Linked DNA regions of Danio rerio: region 1 is linked to region 2. Evidence: chromatin contacts called from public Micro-C data. All regions are on one chromosome and are shown on one strand. The core of a region is the stretch at or near the end of the contact, and the rest is flanking DNA. Distances in the headings are between cores, read along the strand shown.

Region 1 (6,527 bases), core at 3,134-5,633, 150 kb after region 2:
ATATATATATATATATATATATATATATATATATATATATATATATATATGTATATGTATATGTATGTATATATATATATATATATATATATATGTATATGTATATGTATATGTATATATGTATATGTATGTATACATATGTATGTATACATATACATATACATATATATATATATATATATATACATATACACATATATATATACATATATATATATATATATATATATATATATATATATATATATATATATACATATATACATATATACATATATACATATATACATATATACATATATACATATATATATACATATATACATATACATATACACGAAAACATGTAGGTTTTTAGAGATTTAGCCATGTGAATAAAGGCTTTTTTAAATTTTTCACATTTTTCGAGTGCTTTGGACTGATTCTTGTTGTTGTTTTGATGAATCCCTTACCCAAAGAGCACCGACCAAACATTTGAGTTACCCTAGAGCGCTTTTGTTTGTTTTTTCCAGATAATAAATATATTTAAAAAACAGAAGTAAGTAGTGAATGCGAATATACAAATTGACAAGTGTATGTACAAGTATATTTCTATATACAGCGTTATTTGTGCAGATGTTATGTGCAAAATGGCATGTAAAGTATGTTGTTGAATAATGTGTATAAAAAGTAGTGAAATTTTATTGGCAACATTAACTTGCAGTATATTTATTCAATACTGATCGTAAGAAACTAATCCTAAACTAAATCATTATTTCACGAGTTCCCACTTAAATATGCTTAGCGTTAATAGCAGATTTGACATGCTGTCCCGGGAAAGAACCCTGAGCTCGGAAATACTAGAGCCTGAGGCTCCCGCCCAGTCAATAAGCATATAAGGGGATCCGAGATCAGGTAGGTCTCGAGAGCCCCCCTTAGAAAAGGGAGGAAAAGGAGGAGATGGGGTGGAAGGGGGGATTCCTCCAAAACGAAGATAGGGAGAAAACAATCCATTTATAGTAAGCTTGGGTCACTCTGACTGGATTAATACTGATTACAGATGAGAAGCCAGTCGTGCTCAATCATATCACGTGCTCCACTCAAAATTAGTTTGTGAAACGTAACTTATAAACTGAATAGAAATGCTAATCCAGCAGGTGGCGCCTACTGTCAGAATACACTTTTGCAATTTTAAAAAATGGGAAAAATGGCGGGCGTGCTCAGTACATGGTATAAAAGGGTTGTCCTTATTCTCTTAAATATTTATGGATGTGTCATTCATTATTACTGCAAAAAGGGAGGTGGATAATTGGAATGCATGAAATGTCTTTTATATGTAAAAATATATTTATAATGTACATTAACATATTATACATTTGAATCCTTTAATTTTTCATATTTAAAGATGTTTGTGTGCTGCTGCAAATCCTTTCGTGTGGAACAAGCAACATGTACAAGCATTGTGAAACTGACTTTAGACCAGCTTTAATTGTTTACTGCACTATTTCAGATGCCTCAAAAAGAAACACACCACCAATGCACCTTAACACCTCATTTTCAGACCAGCATGTCCAAGGGTGAAAAAGGATAGTAATGCATTTGCTATTTAAACAACTTGGCGCAGGATGGGAAAATGATACATGTGCTGAGCTGAAACTAGCAAAAAAACACACATCTGGGGCCAATAGTTTTTTTTTTTTTTGAAAAAGTAATATATTAAAAACATTGTAAAAATCTATGTTTAAGTCTGTGCTATAAAAGAAAAAAAAAGTACTGCAAATCCATTACTCAATTTTTATTTACAGTTTTTGTACCATTAACCAAAGTCAAAACATTGTTTCAAACAACTAAAAATGTCAATTAAAGTCACTCCAAAAAAAGTTCAACAAAGTGGATGGAGCAGAGATCTACGCCACATAATGCAGTTCAAGTGTAAATAAACTGAAAACACATCTGAGTAATAACATACAGAGAAATATAAATGAACAGATATTATATGCAGCGTAGTTCCAAGAAACTACACTAATCTAAAATTAAAAAGATCAACATATTTACGAAAGAAATAAAAGCTAAAAACTATTACAAAACGTTAATTAAAACTAATTATAGTGGATTTAAAACAATACTGCATACATTAAAACTTATACATGCATACATTATACAGTTGAAGTCAGAAATATTAGCCCCCCTTTGAATTTTGTTTTCTTTTTTAAATATTTCCCAAATGATTTTTAACAGAGCAAGGAAATTTTCACAGTATGTCTGATAATATTTTTTGTTCTGGAAAAAGTCTTATTTGTTTTATTTCGGCTAGAATAAAAGCAGTTTTAAATTTTTTAAAAAAATTATTAGCCCCTTTAAGCTATTTTTTCCTGATAGTCAACAGAACAAACCATCGTTATAAACTTGCCTAATTACCCTAAACTGCCTAGTTAACCTAATTAACCTAGTTTAGCCTTTAATTGTCTCTTTAGGCTGTATAGAAGTGTCTTAAAAAAATTATCTAATAAAATTTACTGTCATCATATAGCAAAGACAAAATACATCAGTTATTAGAAATGAGTTATCAAAACTGTTAAGCTTCGAAATGTGTGTGTGTGGTTGTGTGTGTGTTTGTGTGGGGGGGGGGGGCACTAATGATTCTGACTTCAACTGTAAATGAAAGTTTTCTTAGGGCGGTCTAGCTGAAAAAAGTAACTCCCTGATTTTAACACAACAAAGATTGAGATCTTAAATACTTTTAAAATCTGTGCTAAAAAAAAGCAGTAAGATCTAGGCCAACTACATACCCCAGCCAACTCAATAATTCCCCCCACATCCTTTTCAAACCATTCCTTCACCCCTGCAGCTGAACCTCACTGAACCGCTGCACATTTAATGAATACATTATGATAATTTCCATTAACTCTTGATGCACAAAAAGACAAGATAATTAAAAGAGAAGAAGCCAACTGACCCTAACAAAAAAGGTCATCTTATTACCATCTAGGATTTTAGAAAGCTGAAAAGAGAGCTCTGCCACCCTTTCTTTCCCTCCAGGGCTCATGTTTCAGGGTAAAGTCTAGATGGGATACAGCTGCAGATATGCAAATCAATACAGCATCATTTTTGTAACACTGTATTAATATTTTATACAGTACTGTGGCAACTGGGTTTATGATTGGGGTAGGGGGTCGACGTTTAAAAAATACAGTTTATTGGAAAATTTAATAAATAACATACATTATACTCTGTACAACTGTTTTTACCTTACTATGGCCGTTGGGTTTAGGGTTGGGGTAGATGAAAATAAAATAAAATTAATGGAAAATTTAATATGTAATATAAAGAATTTGCGTCAACTTCTGGCCGCAACTGTATCTGATCTAGCAACAACCATGTTTCATGGGGAAAGATGTGTCACGCCCACCTCTTCCAGAAGAAAACAACACCTTCTGAACTGCACAAGAGAGAGCTGTATCCGCTAATGACTACCACATCATCCTTACTGACCAAACGACACACTAAACACATTTATAAATCATATGCATTAATAAAATATCATGAAAAGTGCATCCTTTTGTGCAGGAGCCGGTGCTTTCGCGGCGCGGCCTGCACGCGGCTGCCTAGCAACAACAACCCGAGGCCCGCAGCATCAGCACCAGCCTCCGGGCACCAACACAACAGCCCACACTGGAAGAATTTAGAGGTGCATGGCGTGTTTTGAGAAATAAAATATGATCAAAACAAAGCAATCTTGGTTGTATTGCTTCAACATTGGAGGTAAAAATCACGATTGGCGAGCAAAGAAGGTTACAAGTCACGAGATTTGAAATATCATGGCGCCTGAAAGTTAGAGTCATACAATTGTACTGCACATTCACGAACGCCTAGATGAAACTAGAATCTAGGGCTTGGGATTAAAAAAATAAATAAAAAATACAAGAGTTTATTAGTGATATTCAGATTTCAGCACGCACACCTTGATATAATTGTAATATAACATTTGCATTACGTTCAATTCTATTTAAGAGTTCGTAATAGCTACAAAATCACAGTGTAATTATGAATATTAGCCCACATTACATTCGTGCACTCGTACAACATCATGCCATCTTCAAATAAGCGCACTGTCATCGTTAAACTGACGCTCACAATCCAAATTACATTCATTCACTATTTTATTTAACCCCTGATAATCTTGACAAGTATTGCTCGAAATAGTGAATGCAATATGAAATGAGGCAAGAGATGCTCACCTTACAGCATCCTCTCTCCTCTTTGTCCTTTACGCGCACAGTCGCTTTACGAATCTAAAACAGCACCAAGAGATCAAAACAGCACCAAGAGATCGATCAGTGGTCTTGTTTTCCAGCGTGAATGGTGTTGTTTTGGGTCTGTGTTTTCCTAGACCTCTGCATCCCCTCTGTTTTTTGACGTTTATTGCAGGCTGGACCAGCCCTCGACCACGCCTGCCAGATTCATGACCTCCTCACCGTCTACATCCAGATCCGGCACGTTTTTTTAAAGGCGCGCTCAGTTTGTTTGCATGGAGCGGATGAAATGAGTACATTTATGTATTTTAAATAGGTTTATCCAACGTGGGGCGTTTATTAGCGTGGATTTGTTGGAGCACAGATTATTTATTCTGGATGTGTTTGCCCGCTGAATGATGCAGATGCGGATTAAAAGACGCGGGCAGTGCCTCCATCTGCCGGTGCTTACATGATATTACACAAAGCTGGTGTGTGGAAAAGCGTCACATGTATGTTCTTCTCTTCGTTCTTTACTAGGTGTTTAAAATTATTTTAAACGGGTTTTAAACATCTATAATAATCACATATTTTATTATATTTTATTTATATTCTGACCACCCTATAGCTAAATCTCTCCTTAATATCAGACACATAGAACTGCTAAGAAATTGTATGAGTCTGCCTCAGTAACCCATCACGTGCCCCCTTCTCTGCTCACTCTTGTACTTCTTCACTCAGAGCTCAGGTCACTGACAGTCCACACAGAATCTTTATCCTCTTCATATGGTGTATCCTGTAAATCTATAACTTTTAACTTGTCATGTTTGGTGCAAATGTCTCAGTGGTCACTTTTATTATAATAATTATTGAGTTTGGGAAAAGTCTGTCCTACTTAAGAGTGAAATTGCCTGTCAATTATGAACGTTTTACCACAGGTGGTGATTAGTATTTAGGTTAACATATGACCAGACGGAGGTCTTTGTGACGCTTTTCATATCTTTATTGTATGTTTTTTTGAGTTGAATATTTAAAGCGAAATGTGCAAAAATGTCATTGGTATCTCATAGCCAAGCGACCCCGTTGCAGCATCTCTGACACTTATATGTTGCAACGTACTTCTCTGGTCAGGTGTGCATCTCTAACTCTTTAATTTATCTATGAGTAATGGATGTTGTGTATTTACAATGTCATCCCTGCGTTGGCTTTCTGGTTGTTTTTTTATGTAATTGGCATTATTCAGTTTTATCTGTCAAATAAAAATGTTATAGATATATTTTGAATTTCACTGAAATTGTTATTACCAGCAAATTGTGGACACTTTTGTTGACCTTTAGTTTGATCCACACTGGCTGTAAAACACCAGAGGATCAAAAATAAAGAAGCAGATAGCACTTATTCGTAGGCCTTTAGCTTTCTGACCACTTTTGGCAAGTTGCATGGTAAAAGACTGGGTAGACCTTTTCTGTAACAGAGCAAGCAGTAGGCGGCCGAGTAAGAGTACAGTTGCCTACAAATCATCACGCTGGCGAGCCCAAATGGGAAAGGCATGTGAAATTGTCCACGCATGGACTCAGAAAGACAATTAGTCCCAAATGAAAGAATAACTGAAAGTATAGTGTATCTGAAATAATTAAATACACAAAATTACTAACTTTTGATGGATGTGATCCTTTACCAATTAGAAACACAGTCTAATGATCACTAGAAAATTGGAGTCAGATTAAACTCAGAGCTAGATATTAATAAATAGATTCTAATAAACAAGACAATTACTTTCATAAGTGCAAGAAAAAAGGCATTTAACCTTCAACCATGCTGGTAGTTTTGTCATTGAGCTAATAGATGGACTTTTACAAATTAAAGGGGACCTATTATGCTTCTTTTTACAAGACTTAAAATAAATGTCTCTGGTGTCTCCAAAGCGTGTTTCAGCTCAAAACTCAACACTAATATTGATTTATAACTGCCCCTTTCAGGCTTTGATCTAAATTGTCTTATTTTTGTCTTTAGCTTTAAATTCAAATGAGATTGTGCTCTTTTTAAAAGAGGGTGGGGCTACAAACGCCTATGTGTCAGCATAGGGGTAGATTCAAAAACAAGACTTATGTTGTATGCTAATGAGGGAGAGATCAACACTAATGGGCGGGGATTCCCCCTCTGAAGACTTAAGCCGCCTTTCCACTGCACACAACATTTGGACACGACTGTCGGAATACGCCCCCTTGTAGCAGCCGCACAGTATTTTCAGTGTTGTCGTGCACCACGAGGGAGAAGCTGATTCTCACGGTGTCCGAAATAAAGGAGGGCAAGAGC
Region 2 (6,623 bases), core at 1,943-4,442:
TTAATAATATTGTGGCTCAAAAGGAATATAAATAAATTATATTACTAGGGTCTGTATGATGAGTGTGTGTTTATAGTAATGCGTTTTGTTCAGTTTGTATATTTGTCTGTTTTTGTAAACTAAATATTGATTTTTATTTGGTTTGCACATGTATTTGCAATAAATTGTATTTGCAATAAATTACAATATTTTAAGAGTAATTAATTAAATAAATTAGAACCACATTATTTCATTTACCAGAAACAAAAATATAACATTACAATTATTACATAAACAATTATTTTTTCTTTGCCTCCCCAAGTTTTGGTGTGGCCTCAAATGGCCACCCCTAAGAAAATTTTCTGGGGGCGCCACTAGGGGAGAACATGCAAACTCCTTACAGAAATGCCAACTGACCCAGCCAGGACTTGAACCAGCAACCTTCTTGCTGTGAGGCGATAGTGCTAACCACTGAGCCACTGTGCTGCCATATTATTATTATTATTATTATTTATCAGTCTTTGAATGTAAAGTGTGGTAATAAAGTTGACACAGCATGATGGAGTGCATACCAAGTTTGTTAAAGCACAAGGAACACTCAAAAATATATATTTTCATGCTTGTTCAAACTACTTGTTTAAAATGAGCTGAAACAACTCATTGTTTGAGTTTTTTTTTGGGGGGGACAACTTAATTGTTTTATGTTCAATCCAATTAAATTCGTAAAAACTAAGCTAACTTAATTCCTTCATGTCGTCTTAGCACAAAGCGATTGTATGGAACCCAGCATTTTAGACAGATGGAAAAAAAATGCAATTCATTAACAGCAACCCATGCATGATAGTTTACGTCAGTTCCATTCACTCAAGCTCAAGTTGAACTGTTTATACTGAGAATTTACCACCAAATAAAAGACAGAATCACTTTTATTTTCAGCAGCTGTACCAGTGTGAAATGATGCAGTGTAATGTGAAGGACGTTGTGCCGCGGGTCCCGCTGCAGCCACACCTAAAATCCTGCGCTACTGCATTGTCATCTGATTGATGCCAAGAGGTAAAAAAAAAAAAAAACTTTAAATTATCCCATCCACAAGCACCTTACTTCAACATTTAATACATGAATCCCTCCTTTAGAGCTTCTCTTTAGTCTGAGTAATTGTGCTTCAGTTGATGTTAAAGCTGCATGGTGTTATAAATGCATATTTTAGTGGAGGTGCTGCTGCAGTGCAGGGTCTCAGCTCCGCGTCTGAGCTGCAGTGCTGTAAATTCACCACACTGCCCTCAATGACACTGCACAGTCATCATACGCATGCCCACACCATCTCTCAACACACAGCACTTCTATTATATCTGGAATAAGATGAATTATGCAATGCAAGATATTGCTTGACCTTTAAAAAGACTTCCTTTAGTGCAAACTAATGGTCCATTCTCTCATATTTAATATCACAAGGTAACAGTTTAAATAGATCCAGGATATTTGTTATGGGTTATATTTATTTCTTCTAAAATGAATTAAAATGTTGATCTGCATCTTCATGCCACTGAATAAATCAAATGGTTGTGAATGGCACTGCAAAACTGTGTGATATAAAATAATAATGATAATAGTATACTAAAGATTTCTGAAAACAGAGTATTTCTGTGCTTTTCATCAAATAAGATGTACACGTTTAAACATTCCACAGCTTATTTCAGAAGTGAAAATGTGTTTATTGAGGAGTGATTTCAATATCACTTACAGCAGGCTGTTTGTAATATTTCAATTCTATGCATTTTTGGAGCTTTATTTCTATATTTTCTCTAACTTTATGCATTTCTTGTGTAATGCAACAATTGATTCAATATTTTAGTGTATTATATCTAAAAGTAGTTTTCTTTTAATGGAATTAAAGGGATAGTTCACCCAAAAATCATAATTTACTTACCCTTCACTTTCGTTTCTTCTGTTGAACACAAAAGAAGATATTTTGAAGAATGCTGGCACATATTGACTTCCATAGTATTTTTAAGAAAGTTGATGAGTCACAGCAACCAACATTCTTCAAAATATCTTCTTCTAACAAAAGAAAGAAAGGTTTAAAACCACTTGAGGAAAATAAATGAGGTTATTAAGTTTTTTTAGGGTGAACTATCCATTTAAGATATACTTTTGGAACTATTTCATTGTCTTTAGCTGGTCTGGCACACTTAAAAAAGAACCATTAGATTTACTAATTGTTTTTAAAGGTAAGTGGCAGCAAACAATTGATATGGGCTGAATTTGAACTAATTAAATTGAGTAATGTTCAACTTAATACGGTAGTTAAATACAGCCCATAAACATAGTTTGCAACCACTTACCTTTAAAAACAATTAGTAAATTTAATTAATGATTTTAGCACATATATACATATAATCCGCAAGTGCTCTCGTACCTGTGTGGCCTGGAGGGATGCCTGCAGCTCCTGCAGCTCCTCCTCGTGCACTCTCCTCAGGAACGCGATCTCGTCCAGCAGCGACTCCACTTTCTTCTCCAGCTCCAGGCGGGACAGGGTGGCGTCGTCCACATCCTTGCGGTATCCCTTCAAGCTGTTCTCAGCCTCCTCCCGAGCCCGTGCCTCTTCGTCCAGCTTGTCTTTGACGCGCTCCAGCGCATCGTTCATCTGCACGCAGTCCAGGTGCATCTGGCTCTTCTCGTGCGCGAGTTCCTCGACGCGCGCGCGCAGCTCGCGGATCTCCTGCTCGTACAGGTCGTGCAGGCGCGACGGCTCGTTGTGGCGCTGGCGCAGCAGAGCCACCTCCGCCTCCAAAACTTTGTTGTGCTGCTCGAGGTTGTGCACCTTCTCGATGAACGTCACGAAACGGTCGTTCAGGCCCTGCAACTGCTCCTTCTCGTTGGTGCGGATGATCTTCAGCTCGTTGGTGATGGCGGTGGTCTGCGTCAGGTCCACGTTGTCCGGTTGGAAAGCTCCGCGGCCGGAGGCGAGTTTGCTCCGGTAGCTGGAGGATGTGATCATGGGGGACGGAGAGCCGTAGGTGCGGTGCTGCTGCTGCTGGGGTGCGGAGCGGTAACTCACCGTCACCCGGGATGGGCTGCTGCCCACGGGCACACGGCGAGGCGCATCCCCGAAGATCTTCCTGTAGGAGCTGCTCGTGTAGATGTCGCCGGAGTAACTCATGCTGGAGGCTCGAGATCACAGAGCGAGTGAGTGAAGTGTGTGTGGACGTGGAAGACAGAGACAGAAAGAGAGAGTGTGTGAGAGTGCCAGTCGGGATGGCACACCGGCGGGTTTTATAGGCAACGCATCATCTGACGCAGGGCGGTGGTGCTGGTGGAGGGGGAAACCTGCAACCCTGAGCAAAAACACAGAGTCCCGGGAGAGAGATCGCTCATTCACCGCCAGGCCTTTTGTGGCCACTCAACGGCTTTTCATGCGAGCGAGATTGGCATCATGCGGACGCTAAAAGCGAAGCGAGGATGAATAAAGGTCAAATTTTGCAAACTGTCGACCTCCAAAAGTTTCTGATATTACTTTAAAAGCTAGCAGTGATTAATTAAAATTGATTTTAATACACTTGAATATTAAGCAGGCAATTTGAGACACTTTCCAGAATGTTCTGAAGATACAGGATATTTACTTGAATATATTTTGTGGTGTAGTTGAAATGCCCATTTATCATTACTAATAAAGTGCTTCATAATATTTGTTGTTAATGAAAGTGCAACAGTTAAAATTTTTGTTGGAAAGTGCATATTGCTTATAGTTTTTAGCATTATTTGAATATAAATTAAGCACCAAATAATACTATTATAATGCATAAAACATAAGTGAAAATGTAAATAAAATAGATGCATATCTAAACAAGTACATCAAAAACAAAATACTATTACTACTACTACTACTAATAAAATTTTAACTAAATATACTTTTTACATTGTATTGAATAGTACTTAAGCACAAAAAATTATAACTTGTTGATGCAAAACAGTAAAAAAAAATAAATAAAATGAATTTATCCAAACGAGTATAAAGTAATAAAGTATAAAAATAAAATAACTTAAACCATTATTTTTTTCTTTATATTATTATCTTTTATATTGTCTATTATATTATATTACTTAAATAAAATTTTAGCACTGATTCATACGATAACAATACATACAAATATTAAATAAAGATAATAAAATAATAATAACAAAATCAAAGTAACTGTTCTGGACATTACATTTATATTATTTCCTAAATATTTATGCAAATATTTCAGATGAAATTTCTTTCTTTCTTTCTTTCTTTCTTTCTTTCTTTCTTTCTTTCTTTCTTTCTTTCTTTCTTTCTTTCTTTCTTTCTTTCTTTCTTTCTTTCTTTCTTCAATAGTTTATTATTTAAATGAAAATTAAGTACCAAATCTTAATACAGCAATGCATATTTACATTAATAAATGAATAAATTTATGATAAAACTACAACAAAAACAATCCTCAATAATAAACAAAATTATTGATGAAATAAAAGTTATTAAATTAATAAAATTATAAATAAATGATATCCTGAGATAATATACCCTATACATTCACATGTGTGTGCAGATATGCTGCATGTCTGCATGTGACTGAAGCATGTTGCAGTGGGAGGGAGTGTCTGTGTGTGTGCGTGTTGTGCTGCGGGTGGCAGGCTGAACCTCTGCAGTGTCTGAATACTGAATGAGACATAGAGGTCTCACCCCGATGACCCTCTTTGATTTGATGCAGAGTCCCGTATAGGCTCAAACTCATGATTCTGCATTCAGCTCAGACCCTACTGTGCATCTGCAAACACTCACAGAAGACGCTTCAAAGCTGTGTGTGACAAAAATGCACATGAGAGTGTGTTTTCTTCACGCACTGCTGCTGAGTCATGAGTATTGGACAGCCACACCTCACTATCACAGCACACAAACCCCCCGAGACTCACTGCGGGTCTCTGGATTCAGTCAGCGCTTTCTGAGGTCCCGTCTCTATCTGGATACTGACAGAGAGAGAGAGAGTGAGAGAGAGAGAGAGTGAGAGAGAGAGAGAGAGAGAGAGAGAGAGAGAGAGAGAGAGAGAGAGAGAGAGAGAAATATGAACATATAATTACATGTATGTATGTATTTTATTGGTTTATATTCATACTGTTCTCACCGGCCACTTTATTAGGTACACCTTACTATTACCGGGTTGGACCCCCTTTTGCCTTTAGAACTGCCTTAATCCTTCATGGCATAGATTCAACAAGGAAATATTGGAAATACTGGAAATATTTCTCTGAGATTTTGGTCCATATTGACATGATAGCATCACACAGTTGAACTCATTGTCATATTCAAGAAACCAGTCTGGGAAAATTCGAGCTTTATGACATGGTGGTTATCCTGCTGGAAGTAGCCATCAGAAGATGGATACACTGTGGTCATAAAGGGATGGACATGGTCAGCAACAATACTCAGGTAGGCTGTGGCGTTGACCTGATGGTCAATTGGTACTAATGGACCTAAAGTGTGCCAAGAAAATATCCCCCACACCACCACCGCTAGCCTGAAACGTTGATACAAGACAGGCTGGATGCATGTTTTTATGTTGTGGACGGCAAATTCTGACCCTACCATCCGAATGTCGCAGCAGAAATCGAGACTCATCAACATCTTTCCATATTCTATTGTCCAATTTTGGTGAGCCTGTGCGAATTGTTGCACAGTTTTGTTCTTAGCTGACAGGAGTGGCACCTGGTGTGGTCTTCTGCTGCTGTAGCCCATCTGCCTCAAGGTTGGAGATGTTGTGCATTCAGAGATGCTCTTCTGCATACCTCGGTTGTAACGAGTGGTTATTTGAGTTACTGTTGCCTTTCTATCAGTTTGAACCAGTCTGGTCATTCTCCTCTGACATCAACAAGGCATTTTTGCCCACAGAACTGCTGCTCACTGGATATTTTCTCTTTTTTAGACCATTTTCTGTAAACCCTAGAGATGGTTGTGCGTGAAAATCCCAGTAGATTCGATTAATCTTCATTTCTACAGCACTTTTACAATGTAGATTGTCAAAAGCAGCTTTACATAGAAGATTATAGTAAATTGAAACAGTGTCAGTCCAGTTTTCAGTGTTGAAGTTCAGTTCAGTGTGGTTAAATTTTTACTGCTGAGAGTCCAAACACTGAAGAGCAAATCCATCGATGCGCAGCTCCACAGGTCCCGAACCATGCATGCTAGCTAAACTGGCGATAGTGAAGAATTAAAAAACCCTGAGAGAAACCAAGCTCAGTTGGGCACGACCATTTCTATAGCCAAACATTTTGTGCAAAGCTGCAGTCTAGGCACCGGAGGCTGGAGAACGCTAGACGTCTATCGGTAAGAAGCTGCAGGTGGGAGAGGTCACCGGCTCGTGAACAGGTTGTCCCTTTAGGACCAATGCGAGGACTCGTCTGTTACTGGTGTCTTACAGGAATCAATCTCTTGCTCTCCACTCCTCCATAACCACCACAGCGGCTGTTCAGCTGGTCCAAGATTGTGGAAACCTCGGGAATAATAATTAAAAAAGACTAACATAAGTGCAGATGTCGTTCAAATTATAATGTCTTTAGGGAAGTGTTCCCTGCTCCGGTTGCCCTAAATAATGCAGACCAACTGTAATCTAGTTTTAAACTGCCAAAGT

Evidence for each region. A called contact is a pair of places that touch in the nucleus more often than the background predicts.
Region 1: a contact with region 2 is called in a Micro-C map of caudal fin, with 7 times the contacts expected there. The contact joins the promoter of add2 here to the promoter of neff1 in region 2. A contact is called at or near these places in 2 of 18 Hi-C or Micro-C datasets (caudal fin and hematopoietic stem cells) and 1 of 4 datasets of contacts at active chromatin or transcription factors (embryo).

What each region holds. Positions count from the first base shown.
Region 1 is chr5:14,530,192-14,536,718 of GRCz12tu, forward strand. It overlaps add2 (adducin 2 (beta)), which reads right to left and starts at 4,384. Exons shown (of 14, transcript NM_001365435.1): 1 at 4,218-4,384.
Region 2 is chr5:14,380,981-14,387,603 of GRCz12tu, forward strand. neff1 (neuronal intermediate filament family member 1) reads right to left here and starts at 3,193. Exons shown (of 4, transcript NM_199534.1): 1 at 2,396-3,193. The coding sequence starts at 3,139. It overlaps LOC141385775 (a long non-coding RNA gene), which reads right to left. Exons shown (of 3, transcript XR_012406752.1): 3 at 4,901-4,965.